2 separate regions of the Mus musculus genome follow, and region 1 is linked to region 2. A link is a contact called in public Hi-C data. All regions are on one chromosome and are shown on one strand. The core of a region is the stretch at or near the end of the contact, and the rest is flanking DNA. Distances in the headings are between cores, read along the strand shown. Region 1 overlaps Gm33655 (a long non-coding RNA gene). Region 2 overlaps Gm33655 (a long non-coding RNA gene).

What was found. A called contact is a pair of places that touch in the nucleus more often than the background predicts.
Region 1: a contact with region 2 is called in a Hi-C map of uterus, with 2.7 times the contacts expected there. The contact joins two enhancer-like sites. A contact is called at or near these places in 9 of 39 promoter capture datasets (the 3T3-L1 cell line, cranial neural crest, embryonic stem cells and 6 more), 1 of 15 datasets of contacts at CTCF or cohesin (stem cell-derived epiblast-like cells), 24 of 484 Hi-C or Micro-C datasets (cerebral cortex, embryonic fibroblasts, embryonic stem cells and 3 more), 14 of 115 datasets of contacts at active chromatin or transcription factors (craniofacial prominence, embryonic basal ganglia, embryonic forebrain and 9 more) and 1 of 9 other capture datasets (embryonic stem cells).

Annotation. Positions count from the first base shown.
Region 1 is chr4:114,840,162-114,845,764 of GRCm38.p6, forward strand. The region is part of intron 1 of Gm33655 (a long non-coding RNA gene); the gene reads right to left. Gm12830 (predicted gene 12830) reads left to right here. Exons shown (of 4, transcript NR_033617.1): 2 at 1,477-1,629; 3 at 4,827-4,956. It also overlaps the pseudogene Gm23230. Among named protein-coding and RNA genes, the nearest start is that of 9130410C08Rik, 18 kb to the left of the region's middle. Within about 2 kb of position 3,525, at least 45 of the 459 cell types and tissues checked have an H3K27ac peak or open chromatin away from gene starts, as enhancers often do. A contact at or near this core is called in embryonic limb bud and uterus, where this site is marked.
Region 2 is chr4:114,684,355-114,690,363 of GRCm38.p6, forward strand. All of the region lies in intron 1 of Gm33655 (a long non-coding RNA gene), which reads right to left. Among named protein-coding and RNA genes, the nearest start is that of Gm12829, 7.0 kb to the left of the region's middle. Within about 2 kb of position 4,422, at least 35 of the 459 cell types and tissues checked have an H3K27ac peak or open chromatin away from gene starts, as enhancers often do. A contact at or near this core is called in embryonic limb bud and uterus, where this site is marked.

The DNA.
Region 1 (5,603 bases), core at 2,275-4,774, 150 kb after region 2:
GAGGAGGGGAGGATATTGATGAATGAGTGGTGAGTGAGTAAACAGGCTTGGTTTACTGTATTAGGAACTCTGCAGAATCGTGGAGCAGAGAAAGCAGTTCTGTGGCTCTTCAGGACAAGCTAAGAGCCCTAAGTCAAAGCTACAGCAAAGTAAACATTAGTTTATTGTAAGCAGAAAATTGCTATCACAAAATATGCTCCACCCATCATGGGAGGTAGGTAACAGGAAGGAGCCAGATGCTGGTTGAAAGACTAAGTTACAGTGATTTTTTTTTCCAATTTCAGACTAAGAAACAATAGGGTTCGGAAGGACTCAAAGGGAACTTTCTGTCGTCAAAGTTTAGGATGTCTGTGTCCTCATTCCTCTACCTTAGAACTTGGATGCTCTTTTCCTTCATACCATTCCTGGGGCTGAGGACAGGGTCAGTGACATGGACTACACTGTGAGCATTTACTAGGTATGCTCCTGACAACAAATAAGAGTCAAGACTGCTTCTTACTCCACATCTGTCTGCTTTCCTCATGTTGGCTTGCTGCATATACGGTAGCAGTGCTAATATTTCAGAATCTTAAACAGCCCAACTTGAATTTTATTACCCTCTTGGTCGTCATTGGAACCATGTACAAAAGCATACAGCAATATCTTCATAATGTTGTGGGAGAATTAAATGAAAGAATTGTACAGCCCACCTAGAACCATGCCAACAAGTGATAATAGCATAATCAGTATTGGTTTTAACATTGCTGTGAATATGCAGATCCACATCTACGTTTGCATTCATATTTATATCATTACTACAGAATAGTGTTGTATTGCATGGTGTTATTGTAGATGTAGTACTTTAATACCATGGATTCATGGATGCTTGAAGCCACATATTACTCAAAACTGATCTTTTTAGAAGCTTGGGACATTGGAATTACCATATCTTAGAGGCATGGAAAATTCAATCTGGCTACTCTCTCATCAGGCAGAATTGTGAGGTACTGAATCCAGAGAGCCCAACAGTCCAGGACAGAAGCCTCTCTCTTCATCCCACAGCTCCAGGCCAAAACACCCACTGGGAAACCTGGGGGGTCCCAGATGAACCCCTTGGCCCCATACTCCTATTCACAGACAATCCAGAATCCCAGGAATTTGTGACCACAGTGAGTGGAGCCACTGATTGAGCCTGGAGGATGATGAAATATGGAAGCTTCCAGAGTTAGCCTGGTGGGGAAGGCCACATTTTCTGTGTCATGTTCTATTGCACGCCAATCAATTACAGTGTGCCCTATATAAACACATCATGAGGGCTTTGACAGGGGGCCGGGGTGAAGTTGGGTGTCAGGGTAAAACAGGGGATAATAAAATCACTGGAGATTTATTCCTCTAAATTGGAAACTTCATGCTTACACCTGACTAAATCATCAGGCTGAAACTGGAGCCGACTCCCACGGAAAACACGTGTAACCTTATCCCATCTTTGTTTAACAGCGACCCATCAAGCCGCTGATGGGTTCTACAGATGCGCGAGCATCCTCCTTCAGCTCCCTGGGTTGTGGGGGTCTCAATCAGACCTGTCTTCACTGGGCCCACCCTATTTTCTGGTGGCTTTTGCAGGGCTGGAAGAAGGGGCCTTTCTTAAAGGTGGGTATCTCTGTGGTCTCCACACTGTGTGTACCAGCAATCATCCAGTGAAGCTGCATCCAGTGAAGCTGTCCTGGGGATGGAGGGATGCTGTTAAATAATAGGAAAAACAACCAAGACATCAAGAAGCAAACTCTAGGCTAGAAGCTGTCCATCTTACCTTCAAGTCACAGGTCTGAGAAAGCACCTGTGGTTAATGACGCAGCCTGCCTCTACCCTCACAGAGCTTACCTGAGGATTTGGTAAGCTGATGATAGAAGGTGCCTTAAAATTTATAATCGTGTGGTTTATGTTGCTTAATCTTCCATTTGAATTATGAAACACTGTATGTGGTCCCAGGAGGTGGTGTGAATTAACTAACCTCTGTGTTAAGGACTTTGCCTGTGTCCAGAGTTATGGGCCAGAATGGGGAGGAAGTCTCCGAAGGGACTCTAACCATTAATTTGCTATCCCAACTGTATGCTAAAACCCCCAGGGCTACAAGGGCTTAAGACAAGAGTCTATCTGATTCCCACATCACAGATAAGAACTACACTCTTTGCAGAGATGACAAATCAGGAGATCAGAGAGTTTAGGTAGCTTTACTAAGTCACACAATGATGAACCAGGGTGTCCCTCTATATTTGCTGACACCCACTCCCAAGTTCATTAATATATACAGCAAGTTCATTAATATATACAGCAAGAGCTCTGATAGAGAAAAGGTGAGTACTATGTCCCTGCCTCTCCCAGACCCTCCCTTTAGACCATAAAGTCTTCCGCACACCAACACACTCACCCCAGTGCACACAGCAGGTAGTCAGTGGCTGGGAGGCTGCAGCAGGAGGCTTCTTGCTCAGAAGAGGGACCCTAGGCTTACCTCCACCGTCGCCCTTTCGGTGGGACGGGGTGGGGGAGGGGAGGAGGAGCCCCTGTGTCATTTTCAGCAGCAGTCAGCAGAGCCTTACAAAGTGCAAGATGGCTTTTTTAGCCCAGCATAAGGATCTAGTTAAAAACCAATAAATCAGCAGTGAAATGTGCATAGCAGCCTTCTCCGTAAAATCAACATGGCTTGTGCCTCTGCAGGGAGCCTTCTGACTGCCGGCTGAAGCCTGGGTCGCGGGCAGAGCTCTCCTCTGTCCCGCAAAAGTCTCAGAGAAAGAGAGAGAGAGGCGGAGAGGGAGGGAGGGAGGGAGGGAGGGAGGGAGGGAGGGAGGGAGGGAGGGAGGGAGGGAGGGAGGGAGGGAGGGAGGGAGGGAGGGAGGATGGATCTCTTCTGCCCCTAGAAAAGAATCAGGTAACCCGGAGCGCCGCCAAGGAGGTGCCTGGACTGGAGATCTGCAATCCCCAGACATAGACGTGCCAAAAAGGTGTGTGAGCAAGGCCCAGACTGCCCTTGGCCTCCTCCTCCCGACACGGAAAATCGAATTAGGAGACAGCCGGGCTGGGACTGGATGGGATGCGAGGGCCGAGAGTCTCCCCAGCACCGAATCCGACCGCCAGCTGCAGGGAGGGCACGGGATCCCTTGGTGCAGACAGCCCCCGATCCCTGCTTCCCCTCGGGTCGGTATTTAATATCTGTAAAACTGCCACTTGGACTGCCAAGGTAAACAGTGTCCCTGGCAGTTCAAAGGTGAGCGCGCCCCAGCGCTCTCCCTCGGGCCGCGCCGCCAGCTCCGCATCTGTGCACCCCGCGCCACGTCTCCCACGCACGCTCCAGATTTCTCATTAAAATCCGCGACTGTGTCAACAGCGCGGCCTGGGCTCCGGAGCTGGAAAAGCCATTTCGCCGCCCCACCCGGCCCCGCCAGGCCGCCGCCTCTGTGCTGCTCCCCAGCGGGTCCCTGGAGGGTCCCCGAGCACGGAGCGCTGTCGGGCCCGGGCCAGGCCACCCAGCGGCAGTGCGAGCCCACCCGGCCCCGGCCCAACAGGTGAGAGCGCTGGCGACGCTCGGGCCTCCTCTGGTGACTCGCACCCAGCATTCTCTGTCCTAAATCAGGGTTTCTTGCAGAATCTTCAAGACAGCTGCAGCCCCAGACACACCTGGCCAACTTGTTTGTTCCCTGGAACTCCAACTCCTTTTTGTCGTGCTGATCTACAGCAGAGTATTCGGCCCTTGCCAGCAATAAAATTTTCTTTACAGGAAAGGGTGCTGTAAAGAAGGGCCGGAACACCACTGCAGTAAGGCCAGACTTCAGAAAGGGAAATCTAACAGTTGCCAATGGAGTTGAGACCCAGCTCTGACACACAGGATGCTTGCATTGCTCCTTTAGGAAAGGTAGAGGCATTGAAAGCTGGAGAGATGGCTCCACACTTGCAGCCCCCAGAACTCACGTAGGACTATTCACACATGTACAGCTCCAGAGGTTCTGGCATCCTCTTCTGGCTTCTGTGAGCATCCATAAACAGATTCATACACACACACACACACACACACACACACACACACACACACACACACTAAAATTTAGAATGGGGGGGGGGCTGGAAGGATTCCTTAGTGGTTAAGAACACTGGGTCCTCTTCCAGGTGTCCTGGGTTCAATTTCCAGCACCCACTTGGCAGATCACAACCATCTATAACTCTATTACCACAGGATCTGATGCCCTCTTCTGGTCTCCCCAGGCTTCAGGCATGCATATGGTACACAGATACACATGCACATGGTGCACAGACATGCAAGCAAAACAATCACAAACATACAATAAGATAATTTTAAAAATAAATCTAAAGAAAACAGAGAATAATGGAAAGATAATGGCACTGCCCACCTCCTCCAGCTCCCGGGACTCAGAACGACTCCGCACAGTAGTTCTTCTTTCATCAGTCTATATTTATTTATTAAGGCCCTCTTGCACAGAGCCATGAAAGGAACAGCTGGTAGTCCAGGGAAAACAGGAAGCTGACGGTAGGTCATGGAAAGGAACTGGAGAGTGTTGACAGGATGCCTCAGACTAGGCCTTAGGGAAGGGAGATGTAGCAGAGGCTGAAAGACAGAGGACAGAGGCAGTGAAAGAAGCTTCCAGGACTTGAAGGGAGCCTGATAAGGAAGGAGCCCTGAGGGATGGCACAGGCACAGAGACAGAGGTGGGGCTGATGGAGGGGGTGTGAGCCTTTACAAGGCATGGAACTCTCCAGGAACACCAACTTCTAGTGCTTGGTGTTTATGTATGCTCACCAGAACACATATGGTTACTTATTTTCCTTTTGTTTTACAGGGGAAAGTGGGAACAAAGCCTCCAACAAATTATACAGTCGAGTTTCTGTCGTTTGAGGAAATGACATTGGTCAGCACATCTGGAGTACAATGGATAAGCCTCATCCTGGATCTCCCTGCCTGGTAACTATGTGAGTTCCTATGTATGGAAATGTGTGTATTTAACTGTGCCCTGAGATGTACACCCACGGGCCTGCATGTTTAAAATGTCTTTGTGTATTTAGATGTATGCATGTTGTCCAGGTCAATGTTCATGTATGAATATGAGTATGTATGTACCTGTGTATGCAGCTGCAATAGCAGAAGTCTGAATAAAGATGCATGCATTTGCTTTTGCACAAGCATCTATGTCGTTTGTGTGTATCTGTGTGTGTGAACTTGTTTTCCCCTACACTTTAAGAGAAAACATGGAGTTCTCACTTCCATACATCCATACATGGCAAGGGTATAAGGCTGGAGCAGCTGACTGGGTTCCAAGTTTAACTTTCATCAAAGCCAGAAAACTACCAGCAGCATGTCCTGCCCAGAACCCCAAAACACAGCCTCCATCTCCCCCATTAAAATGGTTAATGTGACCCCTCTCCCTAAAGGAAGCCAGTCCTTCCCTCTGACTGTTCCCTGAAGAGTGCACCCTACTCCTCCCTCCCTTCAGCGTACCCAGGCCTCTCAAACTGCCCATTGTAAAACAACAGTTATAAAAGAAACAAGATCAAATTGTCACACACGGTGAAGATAAGTGTGCACGGTAACACATTTGTTTTGGGTGTGTCTGGGAGTG
Region 2 (6,009 bases), core at 3,172-5,671:
CCACCACACCCCACTTAGTCTGTATTTCTAATGCTCTTTAAAAAAAAAAAAGTTACAATTTCATAATCCTCAAATTCCTTAATTCTGATGTTATGTAAGACTTTCATGTGAATATAGAAATTATTTTTTTAAGAATTCTAACAGAATGATTCCAGAATTCTAGATTTTTCAGACTCCGCAATGCAAAGGTATTTTCATTTTACGTTCTACATTTTGAAAGTTCTTTTACATGATTCTCAGCTCTGTAATTTTAAAATAGTATATTATACCCCAACACTTGTTATAGTTAAAGATTTTATTATTTGAAATACAAAATCACTTGCTCTTCGAAGGACAGGAATTAAGACATGATAAAGAGTCCAGGAATGCTAAATGGGTCCCTGGGATCAGGCAGAGATATTTGCCATAGCAAAGGAGACCCAAAGAGAGCTGGCAGTTCTAGGAGCTGAGAGAGACAAAGGCAGTGGGGGTGCTGGAAGGCAAAGGAGGTAGTTTCAAGCCCAGAGTCAGGTGAGGAGTTGGTCCCAACACCTGGGTCCTTCCTCAACAGGCTTGTTTCTAAACCTCTGCCTGATCCTTCATCAGCATCCAGATTAGAAATAGAAGCCTTTAAGACCATCCCTCTCCCTTTCTTGTTCTCCATCAAGTGTTCCCATGACAATCATTTCAAGCAGCTAATGAGTTTCAGATGGGCTTCAGAAACCAGGGACCAAAGGGACGCTCAGAGGGGAAGGTTCCTTAGCTGAGTTCCATGGGGGTTGGGGAGAGACTCAAAGAGAAGAATCTTTTGTAGCAAACTGTGGGGCCACACACACCTTCCACAGGCGAAGGGACGGACCTAAGAAAGAAGCTGGGAGCCTTGCAGACTAATTGATCTTTGTACCCCACGCTTGTTGGCGTCTCCTTTCTCATACACAGACTGACAGACCTGCGTTGCCCGGCTTGCTCTTCATTGCTGCTTTGAACTCAGACTGAGTAAAGTATTCTGCAAAGGCACCAAGGATTTCTTCAGGCCAAGATGTCATCTCTCACCTGCTACTAAAGCACCTTTGCAATGACATCTTCTGCGATCTTGTGATCTTTCAGATGTACAGAGGTAGAGTCCAGAGGTACTGCCTAGCCTGGACGGAGCCACTCAGCCACCCTGGGGAGTCCTGTTGGCCACCAACTCCCTTTGGGAGAACTCCTTCTACAACCACAGTCAGCCCAGGACCATAGGCAGACTGAGCAAGACTCAAAGGGCTTTTCCACTCCTGTGCACCAGGGGGCACCGGGAAGAGGCTCAGGCGGGGATATCTCAGACTTCTTTTCAGCACTCAGAGTGCCGGGACCTGGCTGGGATTACACAGTGGGTTCTGCGGTGCGCTCAGTCCCTAGCTGCCTGGCAACTTCCGCTGCTTTCAAGGTCTAATTTAGGAATCTACGGAAATGAGCAGAACACTGAGAGAGACACACCAGTGCATTACAAAGGGACTCGCGGTCCACAGCCCACCGAAGCTGTTCCGAGCAGGGATGCAGGGGGGAAATGCTCCGACAGGATGTGTATAGTTTAGGGTACAGAGGGGTCTCTCCTGGCAAGAGAGACCAAACCTTATAATTAAGTATCTCCGTTTCCTTTCAGATATCAACAGCAACAACAACCACGTTCTCCGCACTGCCTAAACAGGACAAATCCCGGGTTAAGCAGTTTCTGGTGGTCTTCACACACACACACACACACACACACACACACACACACACACAGAGAGAGAGAGAGAGAGAGAGAGAGAGAGAGAGAGAGAGAGAGAGAGAATCTTCCTGAAAGCAGGCCTCTCCAGCCTCCCAGCACCTCCCCCTCCCCCTTGTGCCCTCCCCTAATCCCCCCTCCCCATTTGCAATTAGGGGTAATCTTTTGTTGCCTGGAAAGTGTAAAAATCACCAGCTTTTCTTTTTGCATGCATAATATCCATTTCCCCTCCAAGTGCGCTATTTGGTTAGGGAATTACATCTATTTACAAGAGTAGATGTTGCACAAAGGTTGTGTTTATGTGGAAAATTATATCGGTGACACGGGCTGATTGGCATGTGGAGGCTGGGAGAGCAAGCCGAAGAGGCCTCCTCATCAGCTTGGAATAACAAAATGATTGTATTTTCAGCAAAGCTAATTGATCACACACCTCGCTGGGCTATCTGTTTACTCAAAGGCCATCCAGGCCTTGGGAAGGTGGAAAGGAGAGAGCAGCGGGCAGTGGTCACTACCAGGCGGGGCCAGCCAAGGCTCTAGGGGTATGTAGCAGAGATAGGAGGTAGAATGAGTGGCCAGAACGAACCTCTGGGTCCTTCAGTTGTGCAGAGATGGGCAATTCAGTGTTCCCTGAAAAACTAGGCCCAGACCCAACACTAGAAATTTTGTCCTTTAAAAAAAAAATTTCATGTGGACATCAAGGCTTCGGGGAAGGGAAGGGCAGACCAGAGCAGGACCCGGAGCCACTGCAGAGAGAAGATACATTCGTTCCCTTCCCCTTGTCCATTTGAGAAACTAACCCCATTTCAAGCCAATGCTGAGCAGACTGGTGGAACAGAGGCTCTGGAACCCTGGCTCCATGTGTATGTCCTGACTCTCATCCCAGTACACATGGCAGAGTTAGGGATCAGATATAGTGGGGATCAGATATAGTGGGGTGCCACAGATAGAGTACAACCAGCTTCCAAATGTGCCCTGCAGAACAAAACCCCTATCCCACCACCACAGAGGCAGGGACTAGCCTCAGGTCTGTGATCTGCTTCCCTAAGCTGACTTATGAAGATATGCTGAGACTTCCCCAAACTGACCAGTCAGGCTAGGAGCCCTAGGAGCCCCAGAGCCCAAGCCATCTACAAAAGCAAGCAGAGTTCTATTTCCTCCCTAGTGAAAACTCCAGTTGTGGGGGCAGAAAACAAAGCAATCGAATAAGCAAGCACTTGGGTGAAAATGAGCAGTGACAGTAAAAATAACTGTTTGGGGACTAGTGTGGGGGCAGATTCACTGACCAGCACTTTGCAAATGTGAAGGTCATTTAGAAGCCACTGATCAGAAACATCATCACCACCTGCCCACCCTACGATGCGCTCATTTGGCTGTCTTGCAAATGCCCCAGTGGATCCTATGACTAGTTACTCTTTTACAGGGATGTGCAAAGCACAGCTCCCAGCTTGTCGGGTTCTAACTCCGGTTTGGAATCTTTCCATTGCTGATCAATATTAGATCTAGTAACTATTTCCTACAGAAAAAAAAAAGAGAAGAATACTTGAGAACAAATAATAAGTGCCCAGGATTTACTAGAGAAATCCTGAGATCCTCAGAGGACACTGAAACCAAAAACAAACAAACAAACAAACAAACAAAAAACCAAACCAAACCAAAACATCAACAACAACAAAAAAAAACTTAAGGAAAGTGAGATCTAGAATACCATGTGGATTCCAGCTGGCTACAGTTCGCACATTATTTAGAATTCTTGGATCAGGTGAGCCTGAATAAACTTCAGGTGCTTTGCCCCATCTCAGTCTGGAGGCTTTTCTTCTTTACCAAGGTGTAAGTGCAATTTGCAATTTGTACCAAGCTCCTTCTTCTGGAATCACTGATCATGTGGGCATTCATGCACCTGTGTGTGTGTGTGTGTGTGTGTACGCGTGTGCACGCGCCCATGCACTCCCTGACCCTTCAGAAAGACAAGCTGTTTATTAATGTGGCAGTCTCTGAATTGTTTTGTAACTGGAACCATTTTGTAATGAGGGGACATTAGTAAAACCTAGATCCAAAACAAACTCTTCTGTGTGCGTTATTTTTGCTCTGCAGTCAATGCTTTTTATTAGATTGAAAACTTTCACCGTGCTTTTCATCTCTGGCTGTATAATGTTCTAACAATAAAAAGAAAAAAAGAAAAATAACGGGCGGGGGGCGCGGCGACCAGTGACTCCAAAGTCTGGCAAAATAATATACTTTCTTGGATGTCTCTGTGTGTTGCCAATTAGCTTTGCTGAGAGCACAGGCCCCATCCATCACCCGCCTCTGGGTGGCTGTAACGGAGACCTAATTTGTTTCATATGCCCTAGGCTCAGGCGTTCATCCTTGCCTCCAACCTGCAGAGGAGCCCCTGTCCAAGGAGGAGATGAATGACAAGAAAACCCAGGACAAGCCAGCGGGACTCCTATCAGAAACTGCTCTGCTGTGGGTGGGAAGATCCCAGCCCTCCCAGGCCCACAGTTCCTCCCACAAGCTCCCCCACACCTCTCTCTCCTTCACCCCTTCTCCCCTTTCACGACCCAGAAGACCCAAGACTCACAAGCGGCCAGCGGGGCCCGAGTGGAGAATGGAAAACTGCCTCTTCCTCCAGCTTCCCAGGGCTGGCCCTGCCTCGCCCCTCTCTGCTGTTCCCACCCCCTCCCACCTACTCCTTCCACAAGCCCGACTTTTGAACCTCCAGTTCCCTAGGAATTTTATGAATGCTCAGCACAAGCCAAAATAAACTCGTAAAGAAAAGGCTTCTAAAGAAGGCCGGAGCCGCGTACAGCAAGTGCTAAGCGGTAAATACAAAAGTTCTTCAGGTCGCTGGGAGCTGTGCTCTGGGTGGTGGAAGGTTGGGGTCAACCAAGGGAACGAAGGACAAGGGGAACAATGAGTGAAGACTTCCTTTCCCCTCCTTCAAGAAAATCCAGGTCCTAGATTCTGTCTTTACTTCTTTTTAAAGCCTAATAGTCTGTCCTCTCTTTTTATTGATGAACTAGCCCAGAGAAGTGGAGAGATTTATCAAAAGTCACACAGTAAGCTTACCTGGCCAGCCTTGGAGCGCCCCCTCCCTGTGAGATTGTGGAACTACATGGTAAGAAAAGAAAGCGCCTAATGCAACCCTGGCCTACATAATCTTCTGCTGTGGATACAGGATACGGGATACAGGATGCACCGGATCTGAACACCCAGTATTCTGCCCAATGTGTCTTTCGATTACATTTAAAACTCAGTCATGGCACCAGAGAGAGATAGCTCAGCTGATAAAAGCATTTGTCACTAAGCCTGACAACCTGTGTTTGATCCCCAGGACTCACAAAGGAGGAGGAGAGAACCAGCTTTTGAAAATCATTGGTTCTCTGACCCACACACTTGTGCCATGGCACGCATTCCATGAACATACGCACACACAGATACAAATCAATAAATGTAATACAAGCATTTTTAAGAATAACGCTCAGTCGCCTATACCACTACCTGAGGTCATAGATGGAGAAGCACAGTTCTCACACACCTCCACCCCGTCAGAGTTCTACCAGAAGGTGGTTTTCCAATGCATAGGGCCCGGAACACGGAAAGAATCTTCTGGAACACGATGGGCAAGGGCCCATTGCTCTGGCTTCCATAGGCCTTGGCATCTCCTCTGCCAATCATGATACTGCCACTCACTGTGAAGAGCAGTGTCCTACATATACCCACATAGAGTAAGTACAAGCGCTGTGGAACCAAAGCATTGCCTCTTCCCTGCTGGAGATTCAATCCAAGAATTCTGGAGTTGGAGAAGGCCTTAAAGGCCATTTAGTTAAGCTCCTCCCAGACCAAATCTCTCCTCCACTCCCTTGAGTGTAAAACTGGGACCAGTTCCTCATCAGGATTCTATGCAGTTGTTCCCAGCCCACCCCAAGATTCATCTAGGACAGGCCTTGGCAGGAGCTGGGACATCCACAGGAGCAGGGCAAGGCTGCTCTGAAGAGCTCAGATGGGCAGAGCAGACACAGGGGACTGTTCCAGGGAGCCAGACTCTACAGAGCCCACAGGGGTCTAGCTAGCTTGGGCTACAGTTGAAGCAGCTTCATTCGGTTCCTGGTCTCCATACTTTTATCAAGAAAGAAGTGTAAGTAAGAGATGTCAGGGCTGAGAAGAGAGGAACTTGGTGATTGGATAGGTGTGACTCTGACTCTCTCTCTCTCTCTCTGTGTGTGTGTGTGTGTGTGTGTGTGTGTGTGTGTGTGTGTGTGTGTGTGTAGGAGAAGCAGAGCCAA